Regions from separate parts of the Mus musculus genome. Here all the other regions are linked to region 6. Evidence: chromatin contacts called from public ChIA-PET, Hi-C and HiChIP or PLAC-seq data. All regions are on one chromosome and are shown on one strand. The core of a region is the stretch at or near the end of the contact, and the rest is flanking DNA. Distances in the headings are between cores, read along the strand shown. Region 1 overlaps Pitpnc1 (phosphatidylinositol transfer protein, cytoplasmic 1). Region 2 overlaps Pecam1 (platelet/endothelial cell adhesion molecule 1). Region 3 has its middle 36 kb from the start of Tex2. Region 4 overlaps Tex2 (testis expressed gene 2). Region 5 overlaps Pecam1 (platelet/endothelial cell adhesion molecule 1). Region 6 has its middle 38 kb from the start of Gm39424.

Evidence for each region. Hi-C and Micro-C count contacts between places; a contact is called where the count stands out from the background. ChIA-PET counts read pairs in DNA pulled down with a chosen protein or histone mark. HiChIP or PLAC-seq counts read pairs in DNA pulled down with a chosen protein or histone mark.
Region 1: a contact with region 6 is called in an RNA polymerase II ChIA-PET map of memory CD8 T cells, with 27 read pairs. The contact joins two enhancer-like sites. A contact is called at or near these places in 1 of 115 datasets of contacts at active chromatin or transcription factors (memory CD8 T cells) and 1 of 9 other capture datasets (liver).
Region 2: a contact with region 6 is called in an RNA polymerase II ChIA-PET map of memory CD8 T cells, with 16 read pairs. The contact joins two enhancer-like sites. A contact is called at or near these places in 4 of 115 datasets of contacts at active chromatin or transcription factors (T-cell acute lymphoblastic leukemia, large pre-B cells, memory CD8 T cells and 1 more).
Region 3: a contact with region 6 is called in an RNA polymerase II ChIA-PET map of memory CD8 T cells, with 8 read pairs. The contact joins two enhancer-like sites. A contact is called at or near these places in 1 of 39 promoter capture datasets (embryonic stem cells), 1 of 15 datasets of contacts at CTCF or cohesin (large pre-B cells), 46 of 484 Hi-C or Micro-C datasets (B cells, the Ba/F3 cell line, the C2C12 cell line and 24 more), 5 of 115 datasets of contacts at active chromatin or transcription factors (embryonic stem cells, epiblast stem cells, memory CD8 T cells and 1 more) and 1 of 9 other capture datasets (embryonic stem cells).
Region 4: an H3K27ac HiChIP or PLAC-seq map of double positive thymocytes shows a contact between it and region 6, with 2.8 times the contacts expected there. The contact joins two enhancer-like sites. A contact is called at or near these places in 1 of 484 Hi-C or Micro-C datasets (embryonic stem cells), 2 of 115 datasets of contacts at active chromatin or transcription factors (double positive thymocytes and memory CD8 T cells) and 1 of 9 other capture datasets (embryonic stem cells).
Region 5: a contact with region 6 is called in a Hi-C map of CD8 T cells, with 1.6 times the contacts expected there. The contact joins two enhancer-like sites. A contact is called at or near these places in 1 of 39 promoter capture datasets (embryonic stem cells), 11 of 484 Hi-C or Micro-C datasets (CD8 T cells, the G1E-ER4 cell line, the P5424 cell line and 7 more), 4 of 115 datasets of contacts at active chromatin or transcription factors (embryonic stem cells, large pre-B cells, memory CD8 T cells and 1 more) and 1 of 9 other capture datasets (embryonic stem cells).

Annotation. Positions count from the first base shown.
Region 1 is chr11:107,449,358-107,453,642 of GRCm38.p6, forward strand. All of the region lies in intron 1 of Pitpnc1 (phosphatidylinositol transfer protein, cytoplasmic 1), which reads right to left. Among named protein-coding and RNA genes, the nearest start is that of Pitpnc1, 19 kb to the right of the region's middle. Within about 2 kb of position 2,029, at least 112 of the 459 cell types and tissues checked have an H3K27ac peak or open chromatin away from gene starts, as enhancers often do. A contact at or near this core is called in memory CD8 T cells, where this site is marked.
Region 2 is chr11:106,685,455-106,689,961 of GRCm38.p6, forward strand. Pecam1 (platelet/endothelial cell adhesion molecule 1) reads right to left here. Exons shown (of 16, transcript NM_001305157.1): 7 at 3,322-3,597. Among named protein-coding and RNA genes, the nearest start is that of Pecam1, 28 kb to the right of the region's middle. Within about 2 kb of position 3,092, at least 45 of the 459 cell types and tissues checked have an H3K27ac peak or open chromatin away from gene starts, as enhancers often do. A contact at or near this core is called in T-cell acute lymphoblastic leukemia and memory CD8 T cells, where this site is marked.
Region 3 is chr11:106,646,776-106,651,549 of GRCm38.p6, forward strand. No RefSeq gene overlaps it. Among named protein-coding and RNA genes, the nearest start is that of Tex2, 36 kb to the left of the region's middle. Within about 2 kb of position 1,821, at least 43 of the 459 cell types and tissues checked have an H3K27ac peak or open chromatin away from gene starts, as enhancers often do. A contact at or near this core is called in CD8 T cells, the P5424 cell line, Th1 cells and 1 more, where this site is marked.
Region 4 is chr11:106,533,439-106,537,738 of GRCm38.p6, forward strand. It overlaps Tex2 (testis expressed gene 2), which reads right to left. Exons shown (of 12, transcript NM_198292.3): 6 at 433-579. Among named protein-coding and RNA genes, the nearest start is that of Gm22711, 34 kb to the left of the region's middle. Within about 2 kb of position 2,828, at least 99 of the 459 cell types and tissues checked have an H3K27ac peak or open chromatin away from gene starts, as enhancers often do. A contact at or near this core is called in double positive thymocytes and memory CD8 T cells, where this site is marked.
Region 5 is chr11:106,663,030-106,667,759 of GRCm38.p6, forward strand. All of the region lies in intron 14 of Pecam1 (platelet/endothelial cell adhesion molecule 1), which reads right to left. Among named protein-coding and RNA genes, the nearest start is that of Pecam1, 50 kb to the right of the region's middle. Within about 2 kb of position 2,477, at least 77 of the 459 cell types and tissues checked have an H3K27ac peak or open chromatin away from gene starts, as enhancers often do. A contact at or near this core is called in CD8 T cells, the P5424 cell line, Th1 cells and 1 more, where this site is marked.
Region 6 is chr11:106,959,447-106,964,031 of GRCm38.p6, forward strand. No RefSeq gene overlaps it. Among named protein-coding and RNA genes, the nearest start is that of Gm39424, 38 kb to the right of the region's middle. Within about 2 kb of position 2,370, at least 109 of the 459 cell types and tissues checked have an H3K27ac peak or open chromatin away from gene starts, as enhancers often do. A contact at or near this core is called in CD8 T cells, the P5424 cell line, T-cell acute lymphoblastic leukemia and 3 more, where this site is marked.

The DNA of each region.
Region 1 (4,285 bases), core at 779-3,278, 490 kb after region 6:
TGGGGTGGACAGGTCCTATCCCTACCCCGATCCCAAGAAACACCCAGGGCGGATCTGAGCCTAGCTTGGAGCAACAAAGCTCCTGCCCCAAAGCTGCAGTTGATGAGCCCAGAAACGCACCCCCTCCACTCCGCCCCGCCCTGCTGTATCTTTTTACTTTGTACTCAGTTTAAAAGGAAAGGCCTAGAAGGCCCTTGGGGTAAGCTCTTCCTCTGCCCGCGTCTCCAGCGGAGACTGTAGGCCAGGACAACCCTGAGGAGAAAGCCACTCTACAGATGAAAAATAGATGAATATGTGAAGCATATTCACCGATTTGGCTGCTTTTGATCTCAGAACCTGTGAGGACCTCTTATCTTTAAAAAATAAAATGGCTGGGTCAGAGAGATGACTCGGCAGTCAAGAACACTTGCTTGCAGCTCTTGCAGGGAAGCTAGGTTCAGTTCCCAGCACCTGCTTACAGATGTCTGTAACTCCGGTTCGTGAGCTAGCAACATCTCCACTGAATTGAATGCCAGCCTGGGCTATAGAGAGAGTTCAGGGTTAACCCCGTGCAACATATAGAGATCCTGTCTCATATGCCCACCAAAAAAATAAAATAAAAACTAAACTAAATTAAATGAATAAAAATAAACACTGATTCTGACAGACAGAATCAACACTAAGATGGAGAGATGGGGACAGGGGGAGAAAAGAGGAGGGAGGGGAGAGACACAAACTCCAGAGGGAGTGTGAGAAAGAGGCCGAACCACTGTAAGTAATGGCTAATTTTAAATACACTCACCCATCTCAGAAGTGCTTTTCTTGAGGAGCCAAAGGGGGATTACTCCATTTAGACAACTAATAGCCTAATTATTATTTTTTTAAACACAAAAAGCAACCAGCAAGCTCTTTTTCAGCCAGATCTTGGCAAGAAAACACATCTCCGTACAACCATATCTACAGACCGTAAGTCATCCTGTCCAAAACCGTAATGACACTGGGCTATGTCCAAATTTCCGTCACACACAATCCAAAAGATGTGAACAATTGAATCGTGACTCTGTGCACTTTTCATTTGGACACTGTGCCTTTATAAGAGAGGGAAAACAACCTAACCAAAAATAATAGGCTTTCAAGCCAGGTGTGGTAGGTCACACCTGTAATCGAGCACTCAGGAGCTCTGAGACTGGAGGACTGCAGGAAGCGTGAGGCCAGCCTAGGTGACAAAGTTCTAGACCAAGGTGGGCTACAGAGCAAGAAACAAAACCAAACCAAACAAAAACAAACAAACAAACAAAAATCCACAGGTGGGTGGTAGAAGCAGCTCAGCAGTTAAGAGCACTTGTGATTCTTACAGAGGACCCAGGTTCAATGTCTAGGACCCAGATGGAGGCCCACGAACCGTCTGTAACTTCATTGCCAGCTGATCCAATGCCCTCTTCTGACCTCCATAGGTAGCAGCCACCAAAGTGGTGCACAAACACATATGCAGGCAAAATACTTGTAGCCATAAAACAAAAATAAACTTTAAAATAATAATCATTAAGGAAAAAAAAAAAAACCTGCCGGACATGGTGGTACACACCTTTAATCCCAGCACTTGGGAGGCAGAGGCAGGCGGATTTCTGAGTTCGAGGCCAGCCTGGTCTACAGAGTGAGTTCTAGGACAGCCAGGGCAATACAGAGAAACCCTGTCTCGAAAAACAAAACAAAAACAAAAACCAAAAGTTCAGTGGGGGGAATAAAAAAAGATTTGCCCCCATCTTCAATAGACTGGGGCTAAGTCTCCAGCGTACAAGGTGTAACTCATGCCCCAGTAACCAAAAGCAACTCAAGTTGCCAAGCTTTCTGCCCGTGGGAGGGTTAGATAACCACTTCCTTATCTCTCACCCATGTCATTAAGCTAAAGGGCTATTTTCGAAGCGTGCTTTGAGTACTGAGAAAACCACACTCAGCAAACGGGGATCGTGAAAGAAGGTGGTGTGTATGTATGTGGTCATTTCAGAACAGGGCAAACTCAGCAAAACCTTCCTGTGAAAGAGAACCACTGACCCCAGCGAATCACACATTCCAGGAGACACGCGCCCAGTGGGGGCTGGCTCAAGCACAAGGTTCTCTCATCTGGCAACTGCAGTCTTCAGAAAAACCAGCGGTCCAAGCAATAGAACAACAGTGGCCACCAGATGGACGAAAGGACAACTCCATGTGTGTGACCCATACATATCACCTGTAGTCCTGGCTACTTGGGAGGCTAGGGAGGACAGCTCATAAGCCCTGGAGCTCAAGAGCAGCCAGAACACACGCTGGTGCACACCTTTAATCCCAGGAGGCAGGGACGGGCAGATCTCAGTGAGTTTGAGGTCAGCAGGGTCTACACGGCAAATTCCAGACCAGCCAAGGTCCGCACAGACAAAACCAGCCCAAAAAACAAAGTTAGGCTCTGTGTCACAAAAATAAAGACGGGGAGGAGGCGGAAGAGGGTTGGCAAGATGGCTGGGCTGCTTGGTGAGTAAGGGCGCCTACCCCCAAGCTCAGCAACCTAAATCCAATCCTGGGGACCCACAAGCTGCAAGAGGAGAACCAGGTCCTGCAAGTTGTCCTCTGATCCTCAAACATATACATACAATAAAGTAACTACAGTAAGATGTAATGAAAATTGTAATATCTAATGAGGGGCTCCGGGTGTGGCTCAGTGGTGGGTACAAGTCGCTGGATTCAATCCTCAGTACCGACAAAATAGATGATGCTGATGCCGATGCAGAAGATGGTGATGGAGAAGATAGTAAAGCTGGGAAACGGAAACACCCCGTTTTCTCCATGGAGTGTCACTGGGTATGTCCCCCACACTCCAGGGCAGGCCCCACCGCCCAGGACTAGTTGGCTGACACAAAACAGACTCCACTTTTTTTTTTGTAGTGGTTTATCTTACTGGGTTTTTTTTTTTAATTGTTGCTGGTGTTGGTTTTGATTTTCTCTTTCGTTTTCTCCTGTTTTTTTGTTTTGAAAGAGCTAAAGGGAGAGGAAACTTGAAGTTGGGTGGGTGGGGAGGTGAGGAGGAGCCAGGAGGAACTGGGGGAGGGAAAGGAGCATGATCAAGATACCGTTTGAAGATATCAAATAAAATAAAAGCCTAGCGAGCGAGCTTCGATGGTTGGAGAGTGAACCAAGAGCCCGATCTGTAGACATCCTTAAGAATGACAAGAAGGAAAATGTTACAATGTTCATGTATTAATAAGCCATTATACTGACTTGAATTACTTTTTTTCTCCTGGGTTAAACATTTATAAAATTCTAAGAAAATAAGGTAACATTTTAACCGTACTTCCTCACTGAGAAAAGGAGTCCAATTAAAGTCTGTTTCTACCTTGTACAGGAGTAAAAGCACTATCTCTAATCAAATATTCTGCCCGCCACTTTAGCAGTAACAATGCGTCAAAAATTCATGGGATTTTTTTTTGTCTTAGTTAAGTGTTTTAAAGCCAATACACTTTTTTTTCCCTGTGTGAGGATAATATAGCAGTTTCTCTGAATTGAGACAGTAGCGATTTGGCAAAGGTCACTAACTGGGGGGCTGGAGAGATGGCTCCACAGTCAAGAACACATACTTCTCTTCCCATGGAGCCAAAATAAACTTTTCTGCTCTTTAAGACGGTTGCCTCAAGCATTTTGTTATAGTGGCACATGTTTGCTGTCCACCCATGCCACTAAAAACAATGAAGATAGCTAAGCTCGGTGGTACATGACTCCAGTCTGGATGGGAGAAGCAGGGAGAGCTCTGTAGGTTTGAGGCCAGTCTGTTGTTGTAGTGCATTCCAGACAAACTCAAAAAAAAAAAAAATGTTAAAAAGAAAACGGAAAACGTCCATGGATACCTGATTTGGCTATCAGCACTACTGAAATAAATTTCTTAACATAAAATGAGGTACACAATCCTTAGCTGTAAGTGTAAACCCTGGATATTTGTGTGTGCTGCGGGGGTTGGGGTGTGTGTGTGTAAGCACTCGGGTATGTGAGGATGCGTGTACCGATGCATCACCCGAGCAGAGAGGCCTGAGGAAGATGTCAGGTGTTCTGCTCCATCAATCTTCATCTCTTTCATTCATTCCATTCATTCCCCTGAGACAGGGTCTCTCACTGAACCTGGATTTGTGCTGGAGGCCAGCAAGCCTGGGAGTCCTCCCGCCTCCACCACTGCCCGGCCCCCCTCAATACCCCAATACACACAGTGGCATGCCCAGGTATTTGTTGATTTTGCTTTGAGACAGGGTTTCTTTCTCTGTGGAGCCCTGGCTGTCCTGGAACTCAC
Region 2 (4,507 bases), core at 1,842-4,341, 270 kb before region 6:
TCTTATCTGCTTCTCTTCCAGCCTAGGATTTCAATCCTCTTCTCTCCACTTCCACTGATTAGACCAGAAGGACAGCAACAGACACCTCCTGTCCCCATTCACTGATAAAACACAAGATGCTAGGGACACTCACCATCTTCGCACCTTGAGCAAGACTGGCCACTCAACTGAATGACAAGATTAACTTGTGCTCTGTCTTGGAGTTTTGAGTACATGTGCACATGTATGTGTGTATGTGTGTAGGTGTACATGTGTGTTTGTGTGTGTGTTCATCTCTGCCTTTCTGCTTACAATGATGTGTGGCACATGGACTGGAGAGATGCCTAAGTGGTTAGGAGCACCGGCAGCTCTTCCAGAGAACCCCACCAAGGTTCAAGTCCCAGCAACCACATGGCTGTTCACAACTGTCTGCAACTCCAGTTTCAGAGGATCGGACACCCTCACATAGATAACCATTCATGGAAAACACCAGTGCACATCAGATAAATAAATAAGAATTTTAAAGGGTGTGTGGCGATTACCCCTGTTTTTTTCCTCTTCCTGTGTGCTTTTAAAGCCTCCTCTCTCATTGGTTTGCTCTCCCTCAAGTTCGCCTTCCAACCACCTGGTTTTGTTATTCTTGTTTGCTATTGCCCTTGTTCATTCACCTGTTGTGAGACAAGGTTTCACTACGTAACTCTGGCTGGCCTTGAACTCACAGAGATCTGTCTGCCTCCACCTCTTAAGCGCTGGGATTAAAGGTATGCATAACCATGTTTGTTTTGTATTGAGACCAGGTCTCATAGAGCTGGCCATGAACTCCAGATGTTAGCCTCCAAAATCCTGGGATTACAGGTATGTACCAACATCTGTAGCTACCCATCTGCTTTTGAAACTGCATTGCTATTTCTAGTTTCAAAGATGCTGGAAAATTTCCTTGATCCTAAGACCATGATCCTAAAGAGAAAATTCAGTGGAGGAAGTTTTAACCATTCTTAACCTGGTTTTCCAGTCTTGGCCTCCAATAGCCTGAATATCACCCGGTCCCTGTTGACCTGGCTTCACTATCTGAGCTGCCTCTGAAGCAGATTCTCCTCCCTTGCTATCTGCCTGCCTTCTTCACTACTTATTTTGGCAATGAAATATGGGTTTGGATTTTCTGAAAAGTTGGTCCTAAGTCTTCCAACTCCACTCTACACACACACACACACACACACACACACACACGTATGTGTGTGTATATATATGTGTGTGTATATACGTGTATCTATCTATCTATCTATCTATCTATATATATATATACACATATATATATATATACATATATACACACACACACACATTGTTTTTTACTTATTTTTTTTACTTATTTATTCTGTGCATGGGTGTGTTAGTGGAACTCCGAGAACAATTTGCAGGAATCTGTCTTTCCACCAAGTAAGGTCCAGGGTATTGAACTCAGGTCATTAGGCTGGGCCATCTCACCAGCCCCTCCATCTTCACTTAGAGACTTTACTTCCACACTCAGCTTTTATTTCTGAGCACTGAAACCTAAACAGAAGTTTCCTGTCCAGACAGCTTCCCGGAACTTCATGGTTTCCTTCCCACCTGGAAGCTCAGAGAGGCAAATCCACTGTGCCCCCACTGTGCCACCTTCCCTCAGCAACATTCCTAACCATTCAAATTCTGGTCCTATGTCACCATTCCAGGCCACCTTCCCTACTAGTGACACACAGACACATGTCACCTCTCTGAGCACAAAGGGCGTATGATCTTGAAGGAAGCTGAGCATCAGGCCTGGGATGGCAGTGGTCCCACACAGGGGCAGACAGCCTGAGCACACTGCTAGACCTGACAGTCTCTCCCCCCGGGAAGTACAAGAGGCTAGTGGTGAGTTGGTCTCAGGAGCCACACTGCCTGGGTTCAAATCCCAGTCCTACCTATCGTGCCTTAGCTCTAAGTCTTAGTGAGTTCACTTATGAGTCTCATGTGCTATTTTAAATATTACTAGGGATAATTTACCACAGTGCTTCACCCAGGGCTGGGCACATGGGAAGGGCTCAGTAAATGCTCGTCACTAGCACTGACCCAATTTCAACTCGGGTTTCCTCTTCCTCTTCTTCTGTGGTCTTTTTGAGACAAGTTTTCTCTGTGTCGTGGCCGCCCTGGAACTTACTTTATAGACCAGTCTGGCCTCGAACTCAGAGATCCACCTGCATCTGCCTCCCGAGTGTTGGGATTAAAGGAGTACGCCACCACCGCCTGGACGAATTTATTATTAATTAACATCTGGAGATCTGAAGTCTTCACTCTTCAACAACAGCCTGAATGCATAACAACCATGTCCATATTATGCCCCTCCTCAGACCAGTTCTTATTATGCCCCACCTCCCTCCCTTGTCCTCTGAGACTTGGGTCTTATGTGACCTTGGGTGGCCTTGATCTCACTATGTAGATAAGGATAACCTGATCTGCCTGCCTCTGCTTACTAAGTGCCAGGATTACAGGCTTGTTGGACCACTTACCCTGTACCAGTAGCCAACTCTCGCCCACACCAGCACAGGTACACAGTATACAATTATAAACTGCATGTTAATGATGCATTTTTATGTACATTAGTGTATGGCCTGCATGTACGTCTGTGTGAGGGCATCAGATCTCTAGGAACATTTGTGAGCTGTCACGTGGATGCTGAAAATTGAACCCAGGATCTCTGAAACAGTAGCTAATGTTCTTAACCACAGAGCCATCTCTCCAGCACCTATAAACTGCCTGTTGACGACACAGAGCTGCTAAACAAAAGCTGCTGAAGGACAGAGGAGAAGGCACATTGGGAGTCTTATAAGCAGTGGGGGCAGCGACACTGCAACAAGCCACCCAAAGGCACAAGTCAGATGCTCGAGGAAAAGATATCCAACCCCAAGACCATGGTGAGAATCCCAGGCTAATGTCAGCTATTTCCATGAGCCCATGGTCTGCAGCAAGGCCTGTGGCAGGTTTCATGTGTGACACAGATGTTCCACTAAGACCACTAGCAAGGAAAGAGTTCTAAGCCCGCAGTTCTTGAGGGCAGCTCTCTCTTCATCTGAAAAGCACCCCGCCCCCTCAAACCACGGAAGCCCAACTACATAATACCAGCAGTCAACTGTCACTTGGAAGGTCAAAAAGGGTTACAACGGCCACATCAAGAAACCCCGGATATTGCTCAGACCCACCATCTGGGGCTTGGTCTTTGATACATATCTGCTATGGGTTGCACAGGCAGCATCCTTGTGATGGCCACAGTCCCTAGCCTTGCTAGCCTTGAGCCCTACCTTTGCTTCACAGAAGACAGCTGCTTACCTATCACCCTGACCCTCAGGATCTCGCTGAACACCGCGGGGTGGGAATGGCAATTATCCGCTCTGCACTGGTATTCCATGTCTCTGGTGGGCTTATCTGTGAATGTTGCTGGGTCATTGGAGGTCACCTCGAGAGTCTGGAAGTCACTCTTTGCTTTCATAAGGTGGTAAGTGATGGGTGCAGTTCCATTTTCGGACTGGCAGCTGATGCCTATGGCATGTCCTTTTATGATCTCAGACTTGGCATCATGAAAAATACTGGGCTTCGAGAGCATTTCTACAACAACAGGGGAAATCCAAATAAAACACAAGGAACAACCCAGCCGGGAACCTTCCTTCTGAAAACTCTGAGCTTGGCTTTCCCAATCGAGATCATGATTTCCAATGCCTACCTGCCTGCCTGCCTTATCCATCTTAAGGGGCTCCTATAGGGCTGTGGCCTGTCCAGGCAATGCTTGTCTATACGTGTGTGTGCATGAGTGTGTGTGTGTGTGTGTGTGTGCATGAGTGTGTGTGCGTGTGTGTGCAATATACAAGGGAGAAAATGAACTGCTGTAGATAGATGGGGATGTAGCCCAGTGGTAGAGCACTTGCCTAGCATGTGTAAAGTCTTGAGTTCAATTCCCAGCACTAAGAAAGTGGAGACAGGAAGAACTTTATGAGTTTGAGGCCAGGCTACATAGTGAGACACTGTGTCAGAACAGCAAATATATATATATTTATATATTTTATAAATATAAATATATAAATAAATTTATATATATATAAATATAAATTTTATATATATATAAAATCTAATTTTGTTGGGTTTGTTTTGTTTTTGATTTATTAATCATTCCTGTTGTTTATGGTTTGGGGTTTTTTTTAGACAAGGCTTCTTTGTATAACCCTAGACGTCCTGGAACTAGTTCTGTAGACCAGGCTGGCCTTGAACTCACAAAGATCTGTCTACCTCTACTATCTGAGTATGGGGATTAAAGGAGTATACTATTACAGCCCTGCTTAAAATATCTTTTTTTTTTTTTTTTTTTTTTTTTTTTGGTTTTTTCGAGACAGGGTTTCTCTGTGTAGCCCTGGCTGTCCTGGAACTCACTCTAGACCAGGCTGGCCTCGAACTCAGAAATCCGCCTGCCTCTGCCTCCCAAGTGCTGGGATTAAAGGCGTGCGCCACCACTGCCCTGCTAAAA
Region 3 (4,774 bases), core at 571-3,070, 310 kb before region 6:
AGATTAGATTCTATGGAGGCTAGCAGCTTCCAGGACTAGGCCTGGGTTAGCAGACTGAGGCGGTAAGCCTCTGAAGACTGTGCCCTTCCCCCATCCTTGAGCAGCTTACTTTACAACATAATCCAGCTGAAACAAAGGATGGGTCTGTGGGTTTTTCCCTATATAAACACAGAGCTGAATATTGAACTTTGAGTCTTGATCGGAAGACCTTTGTCTTGGCTTCATCCTTCTCTTGCCTGCCTGTCCTTTTTCATTTCCAGCCCCCCTTTCCGGTACCCAGTTCTCCGTGGCTGCTGGACAGCTACATGAGACAATCATTACTACAGAAGAATAAAAAATATGGTTATACAGGCCCTCCCACATGCTAGGCTCTACCTATAGCCTCAGCCCCACTCTTCCACTCCCGCCCTCGCCCCTGGTTTTTCAAAGCAGGGTTTCTCTGTGTAATCCTCACTCCGTAAACTAGGTTGGCCTGGAACTCAGAGATGAACTTGCCTTTGTCTCCCGAGTGCTGGGATTAAAGGTGTACACCACCACTCTGACTCAGCCTTCTCTTTTCTCTTTATTCTGAGGAAGGAGCGCACTCACTAAATGGTTCAAGTTGTCCTGGAACTCAAGGTCCTCACGTCTAAGCCTCCTGAGTACTAGTAAAGGCCTGTGCCACCAAAGCTGGCCTCCTCCTCCTCCTCCTCCTCCTCCTCCTCCTCCTCCTCCTCCTTCTCTTCCTCCTCTTCTTCCTCCTCCTCCTTCTCCTCTTCCTCTTCTTCCTTCTCCTCCTCCTCCTTTTCCTTCTTCTTCTCCTCCTCTTCTTCCTTCTCTTCCTCCTCCTCTTCCTTCTTCTTCTCCTCCTCTTCTTCCTCTTCCTCTTCTTCCTCTTCCCCCTCCTCTTCTTCCTCATCCTCTTCCTTCTCCTCCTCTTTCTCCTCCTCCCTTTCCTCCTCCTCTTCCTCTCCCCCTCCTCTTCCTCCTCCTCCTCCTTCTTTTTGACTTTGTCTCCCTTAGTATCAAGTATTTGATTTTGGATTCAATTCTTCTGCCTCTTACACATGGGTCCTGGGAACTGAACTCAGACTGCTGGTTCATGAAGCTTGTCAGGGTGTTTGCCAGATTTGCCTTCTTACCCACATTTTTGTTTTTAAGTCTGGGATCCAATTTAGGGTTTTGTGGTGCAGATACGCATGTAGTCTCAATAGTTTCAGTTATCTATCTATCTATCTACCTATCTATCTATTTATATACTGGTAACACAGGCCAACCTCAAACTCATCATCCCCCTGTCCCAGACCCCCTGGTGCTGAAATTCTAAGTGCCAACACTCAACATTCTTGGCTTTCTTCAGTCTCTTTTGACATAGAACACTTCCTTGGTCTGCCCGGTCTTCTCTGTCACGGGCATCAATTATGTCACATTGTTGTGAAGAGATCCCTGACAAATGCCCCTCATGGATGGGGTGGCTTTTGTTCATAGCTTAAGGGTATCAACTTTCACACCAAGGAAGGTACCGTGGCTGGAACATGAGGCAACTGGTCCTGTCTTGCCTGAAGTCAAGCAGGAGGAGATCAACACTGTGGGCTCCATCTTTTAAAAAAAAACGTCCAAGACAATTGTGCTAAAACTGTAATTACTTTTAATATGATAGTCCAATTCTTGAGGATTAAGACCTAGGAAGGTAATAAATGTTATTAACACACTCGGCCACCAGGTGGCGATCTCTGCCGCCCATGAGCCGCAAAAGCTGTTGAAAACCTGTGGGGATCCGAAACCGCTTGAAATATGCTAGAAGGCTCTGTGGATTTGTAAAGACACGCGGCGTCTTTTCCAGCAGGGCTTCTAGTGAGTCACCCAGGTTTGGCTTTGGGAGACACAGGTCACAAGGTGTTTGGTAGATACAGGGTGTGCCCCGAGATTCGTCATTTCTAACCTACCCTTCGGGTGACAGGAGTGTGAAGAAGGCTTTTGGAGAAGACATTTCAAGAAGGCATTTGAAGAAATGGATCTGTGTACAATAAGGCAACCTCACTGTTTATCTGGTTCAGCAATAAAGGTGGTCTCATCTTTGCTGTCCTGCTCGCTCTGTCCCTTTAGTCTCCCTGTTCCTGTACCAAGGGACGTTTGTCATTAGCTGGGTCTTCTGCAAGAACAGTAGTATTGAGCCCTCGGGCAGAGACCAATCCCTCCAGTCCCAGACTTCCCTCCTGTCTTTCCACTCACATTGCAGCCTCGACTGCGCTGTATCTTGCAACAATCCTGCTTCAACCTCCGCAGTGCTGGGGTTATAGGCGTGTTCCACCTCTCCCTGCTTCAAAACTCAGCTTAAGGAGGCTCCCAGTTAATTCTTACCGAATGAGAGATGCTCCGTAGTTCCCTACACACACTTCCCAGATCAAGCCTTTCCCCCATAGCCTGGGCCATCTTCTCCCATATCATATCATCTACTTATTGTATCCCAGATAGAGTTTGCTGTCTACTCAGCAAATTCACCTTTCCTATTTTTGGCACCAGGAAATTGTTCTTCACTGAAGAGCAGAGAGAACAGTTGTCTGTTAAAAAGACATTAAAAAATGTCTTCTTCGCCGGGCAGTGGTGGCACATTCCTTTAATCCCAGCACTTGGGAGGCAGAGGCAGGTGGATTTCTGGGTTTGAGGCCAGCCTGGTCTACAGAGTGAGTTCCAGGACAGCCAGAGCTATACAGAGAAACCCTGCCTTGAAAACCAAAAAAAAAAAAAAAAAAAAAGTCTTCTTCATTCCTTAGTTGTTGTTATTATGTTATTATTTATTTTTTAAAGATTTATTTATTTATTTATTTATTTATTTATTTAATGTATATGAGTACTCTGTAGCTGTACAGATGGTTGTGAGCCACCATGTGGTTGCTGGGATTTGAACTCAGGACCTTCGGAAGAGCAGATAGTACTCTTAACTGCTGAGCCATCTTTCCAGTCCTATTGCTGTTATTTTTACTACTGTATTTTAGAAGTCTCCCTGTGTAGCCCTTGGCTGCCTTCTATGTACTGGGATGACCGGTATATGTCACCAAGGCCAGCTCCTGGTGGCTTTTTGATAAGTAAAAATCATGATGGTTATGTTTTAAAGTGGCCTCTACCACTCTGTTTTTCCTTGTCCCAACTGCAGCCTGCCCCCTCTCCCCCCAACCCTCACCCCGCCCCATGTTCTTTTTTTTTTTTTTTTTTTTTAATCTGGCATTGACTCTAGCAGTTTGGTAATCTCCGGGCTGTAAGGAGCCTGGTGCTGGCGTTTACCTGGTATTCAGTGGCCTCAGCCTTTGCTAAGGTAGATTTGGTTTGAGTGATTCAAGTCCTTGTGTGTTAGATGCGAGGTGATAAGGTGATGACAAGGTAGGGCCTAGTGGGAGCTGTTTGGATCCTAGTGGGTACTGAGTTAAGGCAGTTCTCATGGGCCCCTAAGTTAGTTCTGAAGAGAATGTTGTGGGCTGGTGAGATGTCTCGGCTGCGATGAACACTTGCTGCTATTTCTGGGGAACCGAGTTCAGTTCCCAGCACCCACACTGAGCAATACACAATTGGCTTTAACTCCGTTTCCAAGTGATCTGATGCCTTCCGCTGGCCTCCAAGGGCATTCATACAACACGTGGCATAAACTGAGACACGTGAAAGCACTTAAATAAAGACGATAAAAGTTTTAGAAGACCAAGTTGAAGGTTAGTGAGACGGCTCAGTAGGTAAAGATGCTTGCCTGGCAACCTGAGTTCATTCCCTGGGACCCAGGTCAAAGGGGCAAAAGAGAACCAGTGTCCAAGGTTGTTCTCTGACCTCCAGATGTGCACGAACACATGTGTGCACCCTCATTCTCAACCTATATCTCACACACACACACAGTACACACACACACAGAATATAACTTAAAAATAATAAAATAAAAAGAACTTGCCCTTTGGTCAATTTCTAAAAGTAACCTCACCAAGAACCCTCCTGCAAAATAAACTTGTCTTGGTACAGGACACACTTTTTGTTGTTGTTTGTTTTGGTTTTGAATTGGGGCTCTCATTTAGCCCAGGCTGGCCAAGTAGCCAAGGCTGACCTTGGATTTCTGACCTCTGGCCTCTACTTTCCCCAGTACTAGAATTACATACAGGCTTCTGGCACCACACAGGGTATCTTAGTTTCATTCCTGTTGCTCTGAGAAAGCACTCTGACAGAGGGCTCAGCGGTTAAGAGCACTTTTTCTCAGCAGAGGACCCAGGTTCAATTCTAAGCATACACACATGGCATCTCACAACTCCAGTTTGAGGAGATCCGATGCCCTCTTCTGACCTGCTTGGGAACCAGGCACACATGGTACACACATACACAGGCAGTCTAAACACTATATATATATATATATATATATATATATATATATATATATATATATATATATATTTTTTTTTTTTTTTTGTTTTTTCAAGACAGGGTTTCTCTGTATAGCCCTGGCTATCCTGGAACTCACTTTGTAGACCAGGCTGGCCTCGAACTCAGAAATCCGCCTGCCTGACATTAAAGGTGTGCGCCACCATGCCCGACATAAATATTTTTTAAAATTTAAAAATACCTGACAAAAAGCAGCACTGGGGATAGAGATTTATCTCAACTCACAGCTGTAGGCTGTAGTAGCTTATAGTTGGCTCACAGCTGGGGAATAGAGCAGTGTAGTGGTAAATCTGCCCAATCTAGACCTGCAGCTTATAAATATTACAACTGAGTTGTGAGCTCTTTGCACAGGTTTATTGGGGTTGGAGATTTACTGCAATAGCTA
Region 4 (4,300 bases), core at 1,578-4,077, 430 kb before region 6:
AAAAAAACAAAACAAAACAAAAAACCCCAAAAAACAAAAAAAAAAAACAAAACTGTCCTAGCTGAGGGAAAGAGAACAGCTGGAAATAGGGTCCCATGGAGTTCAAAATTCCCACCTGGAAGCTAAGCCAAGTTTAAGCTAAGCCAAGTGTAAACTGTTTCTAACTCAGACCCAAACGAGCCACAGGAGCTCCTTTCTCCTCAACAAGCTCCGAGGACCACTGGAGAGGATAATGACACAGCAACAGTAGAAAGGCAAACACCATAGCGGGCTCAGTCCCTAGATAGTTACAGATCAAGGCCAGTCTGTGATCCAGGTCAGATACGCATGTGTGGTACTCTTAGATCACGGTGTGTGTTCACTTAAGACCTGAGGGGACAGAACATCCACAAGTGGAGGGGGATCAGAGGCCTCTCGTGTGAAAACTGATACCTTAATTTTGCTGAGTTTCATCTGGATTTTCTTCGACACCACATCAGACCAGTATTTCTCGCCCAAGAAGTCCCAAAATATTCTTCCAAGCAAAGCATTCACCCAGGCTTCCTGTTCTTCCTCCTCAGAGGGTGGGGCCTCTGGCAACTGGCAAAAGAAAAGAGACCAAAATTAGCTGTCAGAAAACTGGAGATTCAGACAGGTGCTTATTTCCATAAAGCCTCCAGAGGCCCCTCCTATAGAAACGGAACGCATGACTTGTCCATCTTTCCTATAAATTACAAGCCCCACACCGTGCTGGTGAGCAAGAAAAGGAGAGACAAGATCGGCTGTCACAGCTGCACCTTCTCTTTGTCTCCTTTCTGCTTCTGCCTTGTCCTCCCATGATCCAGCTACCACTGCACAGCCCTAGCTCAGAAGACCTGCCCTGCCCTCGCTCCCCTCCCTACTAATTCAGTGTCCGAGAGTTATCTGTCAAAGCCTGCTTCTCTTTCTCCCAGGTCAGGCTTGAGCCTGCGACTGTCAAGCCTATCCTCTTCCAGGAGGAATGAGTTTCCCAATGGCCAGGACTCAAGTGATCCCTGCAAGGTGCTCACACTTACTGACTTGCATTGTCTTGCCTCAGCTTAGCAGAGTCAGGAGCTTCCAAAGCCCTCCCCTCTCAGCATGTGATGCAGAGGAGGTAAGAACCACAGGGCTGGATGAGAACATGGCTCTCAGGACAGATGTTGGCCCCAACCCCAGCCCATCAAATACTCCAATGCCCACCGCTTGACCCACACACAATCTGTCTGAAACATCTGCTGTGACCAGTGGGTGAGCCAACTTGTCTCTAACTTCCTGGGTTAGCTGCCAGACTATGGAATCTGGCCTATTGAGGGTCAGAGGTGGGCATGGAGGAGGAGCAGCAGCAGCAACTATGAGGGGACCGTGAGGTTTGGTGGCGAGCACGTGCTGGTGGGTTCAGTACTTACAAGGGTGGCAGGATTAGTGCTGCTGACCATAGACACACATAGATATATAGGTGACTCCTAAAGATTACCATATCTGAGCATCACAATACCCCAGGAAGAGGGGAATCCTGCTTCCATCTGAGGAAGGAACAATCCCTAGTTCATGACTGAAGCCTGATTCTGGTTCTCTGCTTACTCTGTCATGAGGGAGGACAGGCACCAACATCCAGCCAATGAGACAGACACTTGTTGGGACATCTGAATTAGACTGCAGCCTTATATAGAAAAGCTAACAGACAGAAGGAAAGATGAAAAGATCTAGAAATGCAGAAGTCTAATGACTGCTCACACTTCTTTCCCTTTGTGATCTACGTAAACACATCTGGGCTCCACATGTTATGACTTTAGACCATCCACTCTCTTCTACTTCATGCCTGTGCTTGTGCATAAGTGCCACCGTGGCTTGCTCTAGGTAGCCAATTGGTTCATCTGGCTATGTGCCCAGGCCAGTGGCATGGCACACTGGTCACTAGGTACCAAGAATCGAACCTTGAAGGTCTGCCTGGTTGTAAGACCCCTACGGCTTATGTCGCGTAGCAGATCTGAAGCCTGGACTTAGGGTCTGATCTATGTGAGCCATGCACAGACTCTGATGTGAAGCCAGCAGACTGCTCAGCCCCCAATGTCATGTCATAGCTGTGCCAGCTCTTTCTCTGGGAGCTAGGGAATGGGGGGCTCACTTCCATTTTCCAGTAACACATCAGAGTCTAGGACCTGTTTTAGACTCCTTCAAATCTAGATGATTTCCAAAGTCTTCCTTAGAATGTCAGTGACTTATTAAAAACAAACAGGCTGGAAGAGCAGCTAGGTGGCTAAGAGCACTATTGCACTCCGGAGGATACACTTCAGTTCTCAGCACCCACTGGTGGCTGAGAACCACCATCAACACCAGATGACACCCTCTTCTGACCTCCACAGGCACCCCACACACCCCGCATTCACTCACACAGACACCCACACATGCACACCCATTAAAAATTAACACCTTTGTTTAGAATTGCTACATATTAACTTTTCCATTTTAGAAGAGGTGGCTCTGCCTGACTCTACCCCTGCTGCTGTCAGGTCCTGCACATTGACGGAGATATTTTCCACCACCGACTTCCGGATGAAAGGATAGAAGTTGGCGTCAGCCATTTCTTGTACCACAAGTGTGTGTACACGTGTGTGGACATGTGTTTGCACTCCTACCCCATGCTCCTGCACACTGTGCACTGTCATCTTCAGGCTCAGGGTAACAGGTTCAGGACTCCTCAAGCCCCATCAGATCATCTGCACAGACTACTGAAGAAATATCACGTGTCTGAAGAAAATGGCCCCCAGGCTACTTGGGCTGAGCCAAACCACTGCCCACGTCAGACTCTCACCACTTTTTGTCTTGTAGGCTACACAGAAGAGGCCACCTCTTCCTTTCTCAGGAGAGCACGTGTACCCTTTATCAGTCTTTCTTAAAATGTTCATTTTTTACAGGAAACACCCCCCCCTCTCTCTCACAGCAAGAAACAAAGACTATTTCACAATGACGTCCAAGCCAGTGACACAGGATGCGGTAAGACGTCTCAAGGAACTGACAAGCATGTTGCTTTTCCTTTTCCCAGTCCCTGTATCTAAGGCAGGCTCTGCACTGGGGCACAGGGAACAAAGACAAACACAGAGCTGCAGAACACAGACAATGCATCAAAAGGGTTTATGAACAGAATCTGGCCTCCACAGGCTGCTAGGATGCATTTCCAGTGACTGTCATCAAAATTTAAAGCTGAAGAATAAATGTGCGGAGAATATTCATTGTGCCGCCTCCTCCATCCACACGGGGAGGAAGGGTAGCCTCCCAAGCCTGCTTCCAAAGGCAATGTTTGGGGAAGCCAATGTTCCGGAGCTGAAGCAAGGCCATCCGCAGACACTGTCTATCTATCTAGCTCCTGGGGAGGACTGTATTTAAAATGAGCTTATCTCCAACGCAGCATGGACGGACTCAATTCTGTGGGAGGCCAGGGATGCCTTTCTGCTATAAGAGAGATTGAAACAACTGCTCCTGAGTTTGGTCTCACATGGCTGCTGTGTCAAGGTGGCAGCTGTGGTGGCCTGGTCCAAGAGCAGAGACAGCAGGGCACTTTCTTCACATTTGTGTGCTTGTTCCCCAGATTTGAAAAACAATGCATATTCATTACAGAACACACGTAAGTTCTCTCTTCCCAGCTAGAACAGAATCATTTCACTGTATTTTCTTTAAGCCTAGCTGCCCCCCCTTTAAAGACATGGTCTCACTGTATAACCACAGATGACTTCAAACTGGCAATCCCACCTCAGGCTCTTGAGAACTAGGACTACAGACTCGCACTGCCAGCCCAGTTTCAGTCTTTTTCCAGCGTACCAATAATTAAGAAATAATAATAAAAGCATGTGCCGGGGGCTGGAGAGATGGCTCAGCAGTTAAGAGCACCGACTGCTCTTCCAAAGGTCCTGAGTTCAATTCCCAGCAACCATATAGTGGCTCACAACCATCCGTAATGAGATCTGATGCTCTCTTCTGGAGTGTCTGAAGACAGCTACAGTATACTTACATATAATAAATAAATAAATCTTTTAAAAATATTTTTAAAAAAAGCATGTGCCTTTAATCTCTGCATTTGTGAGTTAGAAGCCAGCCTAGTCTTTATAGTAAGTCCCAGGTCAGCCCCGGCCACATAGTGAGACTGTGTCTAGTTCCCTTCCACCACCCCCAAAACTGGTTTTATAAGATAGTCTCCTGTAGATTGGGCTAGCCTTGGATTCCTTGACTTATGATTCTCTTGCTTCCATCTTCTAAGTGCTAGGATTACAGGCTGTGGCGCCATGCCTGACCAATGCAGCAATAC
Region 5 (4,730 bases), core at 1,227-3,726, 300 kb before region 6:
GACCATGCTGGCCTCGAACTCAGAAATCCACCTGCCTCTGCCTCCCAAGTGCTGGGATTAAAGGCGTGCGCTACCACACCTGGCTCATGACCTTTCTTAAATGCCACTGTCCAAGTAGCTACACCGTCAAGTTAAGTGGCTACACAGCTGATTGCTTAACCAGGTTCCTAACTTTAAAAAGCTAGGTTCTGGGGCTGGAGAGATCGCTTAGTGGTTAAGGACACTGGCTACCCTTCCAGAGGTCCCAGATTCGATTTCCAGTACCTACATGGTGGTTCACAACTGTCTATAATTTTAGTCTTAGGGCATCTGACACCTTCTGCTGGCTTCCTCAGGCACCAGGCACACACATGCTACACAGACTCGCACACAGTCAGAACCCCCATACACATAAACAAAACTTAAAAACAAAAGAGGTTCTGTCCAGGATTTTGCTGTCTTAAGTAAATAATGTTGCCAATATCTTTGGCAGCAAATCTATTCTCACAGTTGATTTTACACTGTCTGCCCATTCCTGGGAGTAAGGATGGAAGGGGAGGAGGTGGAAGAGGAAGAGGAGAAAGAAGAAGAGGAGGAAGAAGAGTAGGAAGAGGAGGAAGAGGAAGAGGAGGAGGAAGAGGAGGATGAGAAAGAAGAGGTGGAGGAGGAAGAGGAGGAGGAGAAAGAAGAAGTGGAGGAGGAGAAAGAAGAGGAAGAAGAGGAGGAAGAGGAAGAAGAAGAGGAGGAGGAGGATAACTCAGGCTCTTGGCATCCATGGCCAAACTGACTAAGAGCAGAGCCTGCAATTTCCCTTTCCCATATGAGGCTCAAGTTGACGCATCCTTTTGTCAGAATGCACACTGTGCCCGGCTGCCCAGCCAGGCCACCGTTGTTATGCCCATGGCCTCTGACAAAAGCCTGGAAGTGGAGAGAGTGAGAGAGCAGGAAGCTCTGCACGGAAGGATCACATCACTGCCTGCATCACTGGAAGAGGAGCCTCACCACCAGATGGGAGGCTGGGGTAGGATTTGCCTCTTCGCACAGAGTCAGACTCTCCCGCCCATCCCAGGGACTGACTCTGTGTTGGGGCTGATTCTCCAGGTCTGGTGGAAACAGCAGCAATGAATACCTCATGTGCTCTCTGGGAAAAAAGTTCCCATGTGCTGGGGGCAGGGTAGGGGTGGGGACAGGGTAGGGGGTTAGGGGTTGGTGGCTGCTCTTACAGATGGTAAAGGTCATGGCGAGAAAGCCAAGAACAAGGGTGCAGGCCAGCTGGTTAAGTGCTTGCCTGGAACACATGGAGCCCTGGGGCTGACCCCCAGTATCATAGAAATTGGTGTGGCAGCACGGGGCTTATAAAGTCTGGTGTTAGGGAGGTGGAGGCAGGAGGATCAGGAGTTCAAGGTCATCCTCAGAGAGAGAGAGACAGACAGACAGACAGGCAGAGACACAGAGGAAGAAGAGGTGGAAAGATAGAAGGCAAAACCAAAAAATCCTAAGAAACAAACAAACAAAAAACCCTTTGAGCCTTGTGTGGTAGCTCTCTTTGTAAATCCAGCAGTCAAGCTGCCAGGCAGGGGGATTACCAAGAGTTCCAGGCTCTGTCACAAAACAACAAACAAATAAAAACCTGCTTTCCCCAAGTCTACTTCCCCTTCAAACCCTGTCATATAATATTCCATTGTTCCTAGTTAGAGGGAACAGGAACCGCTGTCCCAAAGGGGCCCCTCTTCTATTCTAGCGGGACAAAGGCAGTTGGCCTCTCAAAAAATCTGTACATCAGCCCAGGCACCGAGCAGCCACTCTGTCAGCCTCCACACACCGAGGGAGGCCATGACAGCTCCTCCTGGCCCAGGTCTCCACAGGGGAGAAGAACCCCATGTCCCGGCCTCCCCCACCCAGCCCACGTTCTCCAGAAGCAGAAACAAAATGTGACGTGTTAAAACTCTGCATGGCAGCCAGGCATGGTGGCGCATGAACACCTTTAATCTCAGCATTGGGGAGGCAGAGGCAGAGGCAGGTGGATTTCTGAGTTAGAGGCCAGCCTGGTCTACAAAGTGAGTTCCAGGACAGCCAGGGCTACACAGAGAAACCCTGTCTCGGAAAAACAAACAAACAAACAAAAAACAAAAACAACAACAACAACAACAAAAAACCACACAGGAGCTGGTGAGATGGCTCAGCAGTTAAGAGCGCCGACTGCTCTTCCAAAGGTCCCGAGTTCAAATCCCAGCAACCACATGGTGGCTCACAACCATCCGTAACGAAATCTGATGCCCTCTTCTGGAATGTCTGAAGACAGCTACAGTGTATTTACATATAATAAATAAGTAAATAAATATAAAAAAAAAAAAAACAAACCTCACAAACCAAAAAACAAAACTCTGCATGGGAGAAGGCAAGACTGATGGCAGGCAAGTCTGGGCCCACTTGGAGACTGTTTCTTTGGTGGGTAATGTTACACGATGGGGCACGGCGTAAGGTACTTTCCCCTCCTGCGTGTTCAGGCAGGAAGTGCCACCCTGGCAGTACCTGCTGGCCCAGCTGGCTTTGGGCCACACAGGATGGGTGGGAACCAACTTTCAAGTGTTCTTCTCTCCCTTCAGAGGACTTAGCCAGGACCCCACCCCCACCCCCACCCCTGCTCCTATTTTTTCCTTTTTAAATGTAGAAACAACAGAAATTTATTGCTCAGAGTTCTAGGAATGGGGGGAGGGGGTACAGGGGGAGGGAGGGCAAGATGAAGCCCAGGGCTCAGAGACCAGAGAGTGTTCCACCCTTAGACATGGTGGCTTCCTGCTGAGAGGCCTCTTCTCCTTAATTTAAATTGATGTAGGGTCTAATCCTGGCCCAGTCTAGCCTCAGATTTGCAGCAATCCTCCTGCCTCAGCCTTTCAAGTGCCATGATGTCCAGGTCAGGTTCTTTCTTGATGGTACTTCCTGTCATGGCTATCCTCTTGGTAAGGGGCAGTAAGGAATGTGAGAAAGATGAGGGATTTCTGCCCACTCGCTTCCCACCGCCCCCAGCCCCATTCACACATCCTGAGCTGGGTCTGGTGGTGCACAACTGTAATGACACCATTTGAGAGGCTGCCACAGGAAGGTTATGAATTGGAGGTTAACTGAACTGTCTTAAAGAAAAGGAAAGAAAAGGAGATGGGGTAGGGAGGAACTGGAAAAGAAGATGAAAGGAAAAGATCCTGGAAGTCTGAATTCCACACAAAGAGAAAGCAAGGGTGAAGAGGGGTGGAGTAGCTGACGCTTGGGTGGGGAGTGGGGGTGCCCAACTGATACAGAGCTGGGGCTGAGAGCAAGACTTGGTTTCCTTTACAGGCCAGAGGTGTGGGTGGGACCAGGTGCCCTGGTCAGCTCCTGAGGTGGACACAGAGAAAGCAAGAGCTGGTGTCTGAGGGAGCTCTCCTGGTGGACAGGCATAGAAGCTGGTGTCCTCTAAGCCAGGGCTTCTCTGTGTTCATCCTGCTGACATTCTGGGCTGGGAACTCTTGACCGAGACTGACTGTACCACGAGATGTTTCATAGCATCCCTGACTCCTACTCACCAGACTCATCAGGACTGCTCTCCCTACACCAGGTTGTAGCAACCGTGCATGTGTGCTGAGCTGGGGGTGTGACTCAGTGGACAGACATCTAACTGGCAGGCCTGAGGTCCTGCGGGCCGACTCTCCAGCACTGCAGGCCACCACCATGAAACGAAACCCCCTAGAGCTCAGGCATATCACAGATTATCCCGCATGAAGTCTGAGGTCAATGGAGTCCAGAGTTAAGTGACAGACAGAAATGTATACAGCCTCGGCCTGGCCTACTCTCTCTTACAGTTCACCGCTGTGCCCTGAGAGACACACACTTAACGGTTCCCTCTTCTGGTTAAGGTGATTCATTCATAAACTGGAACTAGAGCCACTGACTGAGGCTTGTGAATTCTAACCTCAGGAAAGTAATATAAAAGAAGACGTAAAGGCTTAGAGAGGTGGCTCAGTGGATAAGGACACTGACTGCTTCTGCAGAGGACCCAGGTTCGAGTCTCCGCACCCTTGTGGCTACTCACAACTAAACACCCGTAATTCCAGTCCCAGAGTATCTGACTCTGTCTTCCAGCCTTTGTGGTACCAGGCACCAACGGTACATACATGAAGGTTTTTGTTTTTCTTTTTCAAGTCAGAGTTTCTTTTCTTTTTCTTTTTCTTTTCTTTTCTTTTCTTTTCTTTTCTTTTTTTTTTTTTTTTTTTGAGACAGGGTTTCTCTGTGTAGCTCTGGCTGTCCTAGAACTCACTTTGTAGACCAGGCTGGCCTCGAATTTAGAAGTCCGCCTGCCTCTGCCTCCCAAGTGCTGGGATTAAAGGCGTGCAACACCACGCTCGGCTAAGTCAGCGTTTCTTTGTGCAGCCCTGGCAGTCCTAGAACTCGCTCTGTCCTCGAACTCACAGAGATCCGACTACCTCTGCCTCCTGAGTGCTGGGATTAAAGGGGTATGCACCATAGCCCGGCTAATATTTTTTAACTAAAAGGGAAAATAACTTTTAGAATGCTGAAAGATTAAGTTTGCATCTAAGCGACAAGGAAAGACCCAGAAATGTGACTCAAGGGCAGATACTCAGGAGGACTGGCTTCCATCCCCAATATCAATCAATCAATCAGTCAATCATGGGGTGGGTGGTGGTGACCATCAACAGCATTGGCCTCATTCCTCCACGGAAACTGAAGATTAAACCAATAACATAAAAAACAAAACC
Region 6 (4,585 bases), core at 1,120-3,619:
CCAACACTGCATAAACTGGCAGTGAGGCCGCACACCTGTGATCCCAGCATTTGGGAGGTAGAGGCAGGAAGGTGAGGAGTTCAAGGCCATGCTCAGCTACATAGTGGGTTTGGAGGTCAGACCCTGTGTCAGGGGAGGAAGGTGAGCACTTTGTGAGACATCCAGGAAACATGGGGGAAGGATGCCTCAACACTTCTAGTTTCTCCTCATGCCTCCCACAACTCACATCTCACCTGGAGATGCAGGCAAAGCAGCCATTCTCCCATGGAAAATTTCCTGGGACCCAAGGAGGTGGGTCTCAGGTTTGGACACTGTAGGAAAACCCAGGCAATTGGTTCCTCTATGCCCAGAAAGGGGGAGCACAGTCAATCCTGGCTGGATTGCTGGGTACCCCATCTTTACAGTTTCACTGTGGTCAGGTTAGAAATTTCTAGAATGTATAGCCTCAAAGACTCCCATTGACTGGCCCGATTTAAGTCTCATGTCCACCCCAGAGGCAACTACCCTGACAGGGGGTGGCAACTGGGAGGCAGATGAGATCCATTTGTTCAGAAAACAGCTAGCGGAGAACAGCGAATAATCCCCACTCTGCAAAGCCATCCCAAACACCAGAGCAGCCTCAACCTTTCCCAGGTTTCTGTAGATTATTCAAATGAAGGTATTCGAAGGCCCTTCTCTGTGGGGTTGGAGGGGAGGTGACTTTTACTCCACCTGAGGCCCAGTAACCTCAGAGGACTCCTATGGAAAGAAGACAGCCACTCAGAGCAGAGCCATGGCTGATGACCCACGCTGGCAGAGACAAAAGCCACAGAGCTCAGTCCACTGCTGTGGGAGCTGCCATCAAGGGGCCCAAGACACCGCCAACCTGGATCAGTCACCAGTGACAGCTTCCCATACTTGGCTCTAGAACTCAGACGCTCAGAGCACATCTGCTCTTGCAGAGCCCATTTCCAAGCACACACATCAGGCTGTTCACAATCACCTGTAACTACAGCTCCAGGGGATCCAACATCTATGTATCGTCTCACAGCAACTGCACTCACAGGCTCATGCCACCGTACCGTGGATTTAAAAGATGGATTTACTTCTGGTTTCTATGTATGGATGATTATCCAAACACACATGTCTATGTGCCACCTGCATACCTGGTGCTTTGCAAAGAGGATGTTAGGGTTCCTGGAACTGAAGTTATAGATGGTTGTGAGCCACCATGTGGGCTGCTGGGAACTGAGCCTGGATCCTCTGCAAGCTCATCTTAACCACTGAGACATCTCTAGTTCCCAAATGTACATTTTTTAAGAAAATAAGAGACTGAGGGCCTGGGGATGTAGCTCAATGGTGCTTAGCATGTGTGAGGTCTGACCCCCAGTTCCTACAAAAGATTTAAACAAGAGTGAACAAATAAAGAAATGGAGGCCGAGGACAAAGCTCCCTTGTGAAAGAATTCTGAGCAATCTCCACAAATGTGCTTTCCTCAGCTCAGAACTCGGCACAGCTCCACTGTGGGCGCTGGGTCGTGTCATCCATTCAGAGGACACAACCCAGAAAAGACTGGTTTACTGGTGGAAAAACCTGCCCAACACTACTGTAGCCAGGTCATTTCAAGAGAGACAGACTAACAAAATGGCTCAGCAGGTAAAGGTGTTTGCCCCCAAGCCTGAAGACCTGAGTGAGTCCCATCCCTAGAACCCACATGGAGGAAAGAGAGAACACCCACAAAATGTCTCCCTTTCCCTCTCTCTTTCTCCCTCTCTCTCTCTCTCTCCCTCTCTCTCTCTCTCTCTCTCTCTCTCTCTCTCTCTCTCTCTCTCTCTCTCCCATTTTTGCTCCATGTCTCCAGGCTTTGTTGAAGCCCTGCAGGACGGCAAAGAAGATGGGGTCCGCTCTGCCATGTTCCAATGCTATCTCTCTGCATTCTTGGGACAGTCACTTGAGCTTCATTGACCCTCAGTGTCTCCTCCATCTGTGAGAACACACAAATGCAGTGTCATGTCTCAGGCCTCAGTAACAGTGAGTGCTGGAGAAATTTCCTGTGGCCTTTGAGACAGTTGGAGTGAAGGAGAGAAGAGCCCAGCAGAAGGAGTCTATCTGTGGTCAATTCTCTGCGATGGCGCAACCTCCTTTCTCCCTCCCCCACCACGCCCATTGCCCTTCACTCAATCTCTGCTAAAAGCAGCAAATTCAAGGGCCTTTCAGACCTTCTTGGTCAACTTGACTTTGTCAGCTTTTTGCAGCCCCAGAGGGCACATTCTCTAGAACACGGTGTTCACAGCAGCGCCTCTAACCACAAACCCCAAGAGTCTCAGCAGCGAGACACTCAGGATGTCTAAGGGTCCTCTCGTCTTCTGAGGCCCAGCCCAGCGCACATAGCATGGGAATTGCATGCATCAAAGGCAGGAAGTCCCTGACAAGTCTGTCCCATAAGCCACCAGACGCTGGTTACCTTCATGTGGCTGAACTAGAGGTCGAGTTCTCAGGGTGGGGCGAGGTGGTCTGGGGCCTTCGCAGCCAGGGTGGAGCCCAAGCCTGAGGAACTAGACCTGAGAATTGAGGCCTGAGCTCCCCACCCCAGGAAGCCTGGCTCCCAGCTGCTCAAAGAGAGGCTGGTAGCTTGGGTCTCTGCTCCCTCCCTCGTGGGATAAGTGGTATTTGAATTCCTGCTTCCTTTCCTGTTTCCCCTCCCCTTTTTTTCTATACATTCCCCAAGGAAATACTAAGTGTGTACTGCAAATCCTGAGGATAAGATCCAAGGGAAACATTGAGAAGAGTTGGTGGCTTTCCTTGAGGACCCCATTTATCAAGGGTCTGGTTAGCCCTGACTAGCTTAGTGGCCCAGGGTGCCAGCTCTATTATCCTGGAAAAGAGAGAGGGTAAGGGGGGGCCTGGGGGGGCGCGCACTGAAGGGCTAGCCTGGCAGGTCACAGAAGTCTGACATATAGAGATGTCTCTGCAGCCACTGGCCCCAAAGGAGAGAAAAGGTGAGGACGGCTGGAGGCCAAAGAAGGATTTGGGAGAAGAGGAGGGAGAGACGGTGTACCAAGGAACATGGTAGCCTTCCAAAGGCAGCTGGGTATTAAAAACACTTAAAGTCACACAATTCATGCTTAAAGGGCGAGCAGAGTAGAAAGTGAAAGTAAAGAAGTGGCTGTAAGAAATAGCGGATGGAGGGGCAGGGGGCAGAGGGGCATGGGAGCAGGGGGCGATGGCATGCCAGCTCCTGTTTGCAAGGCCTGGTTAGGGCCTTTTAGAAGACGTAGTTACGGGGCTGGAGAGATGGCTCAGTGGTTAAGAGCACTGACTGCTCTTCTGAAGGTCCTGAGTTCAAATCCCAGCAACCACATGGTGGCTCACAACCATCCTTAATGAGATCTGATGCTTCTTCTGTGGTGTCTGAAGTCAGCTACAGTGTATTTACGTATATATAATAAATAAATAAATAAATAAATCTTTAAAAAAAAAAAAAAAAAGAAGACGTAGTTACGGTGCTAACTGTGCGCTCATCACCTCCCTCAGTGAAGGAAGCACACAGCCCACTCTAGCTAGTCCTTGTAAATCAGGACCAGAACCCAGGGCAGCCAGATCCACCCGACAAAGGATTTTCTTGTTGTCCTTATCAGTGTTTGTTTTTCCAAGTCTAATTTTATTATATTTATATTTTATGTGTATGGGTGCTTTGCCAGTATGTATATCTGTGCACCCGGCTCGAGAAATCCCTTCTTGAAAAACCAAGTGCCGGGCATGGTGGCACACGCCTTTAATCTCAGCACTCGGGAGGCAGAGGCAGGTGGATTTCTGAGTTCCAGGCCAGCCTGGTCTACAGAGTGAGTTCCAGGACAGCCAGGGCTACACAGAGAAACCCTGTCTTGAAAAACAAAAACAAAAACAAAAACAAAAACAAAAACAACAACAACAACAACAACAAAACAAAACAAAACAAAACAAAACAAAACAAAAACAGAGAAGGGATCTCTCTGTGTAGCCCTGGCTGTCCTGGAACTCACTCTGTAGACCCGACTGGTCTTTTTTTTTTTTTTTTTTTTTTAAATATGAGTACACTGTAGCTGCCTTCAGACACACCAGAAGAGGGCATCAGACCCCATTACAGATGGTTGTGAGACTCCATGTGGTTGCTGGGAATTGAACTCAGGACCTTTGGAAGAGCAGTCAATGCTCTTAACTGCTGAGCCATCTCTCCAGCCCCACCCTCACCCCCACCCCCAGGCTGGTCTTGAACTCACAGAGATCCATCCACCTGCCTCTGCCTTCCCAGTACCAGGACTAAAGTTTCAATTTGCAGTATCCACGTGGCGGCTCATAACCATCTATAGCTGCACTTCCAGGGGACCTGACGACCTCTCTGGCCTCAATGGGCATCAGGCACTCACATGGTGCACAACAGATATATAAGCAGACAAAAACACCAATAAGGGGCTGGTGAGGTGGCTCAGTGGGTAAGAGCACCCGACTGTTCTTCCGAAGGTCCAGAGTTCAAATCCCAGCAACCACATGGTGGCTCACAACCATCCGTAACAAGATCTGACTCCCTCTTCTGGTGTGTCTGAAGACAGCTACAGTGTACTTACAT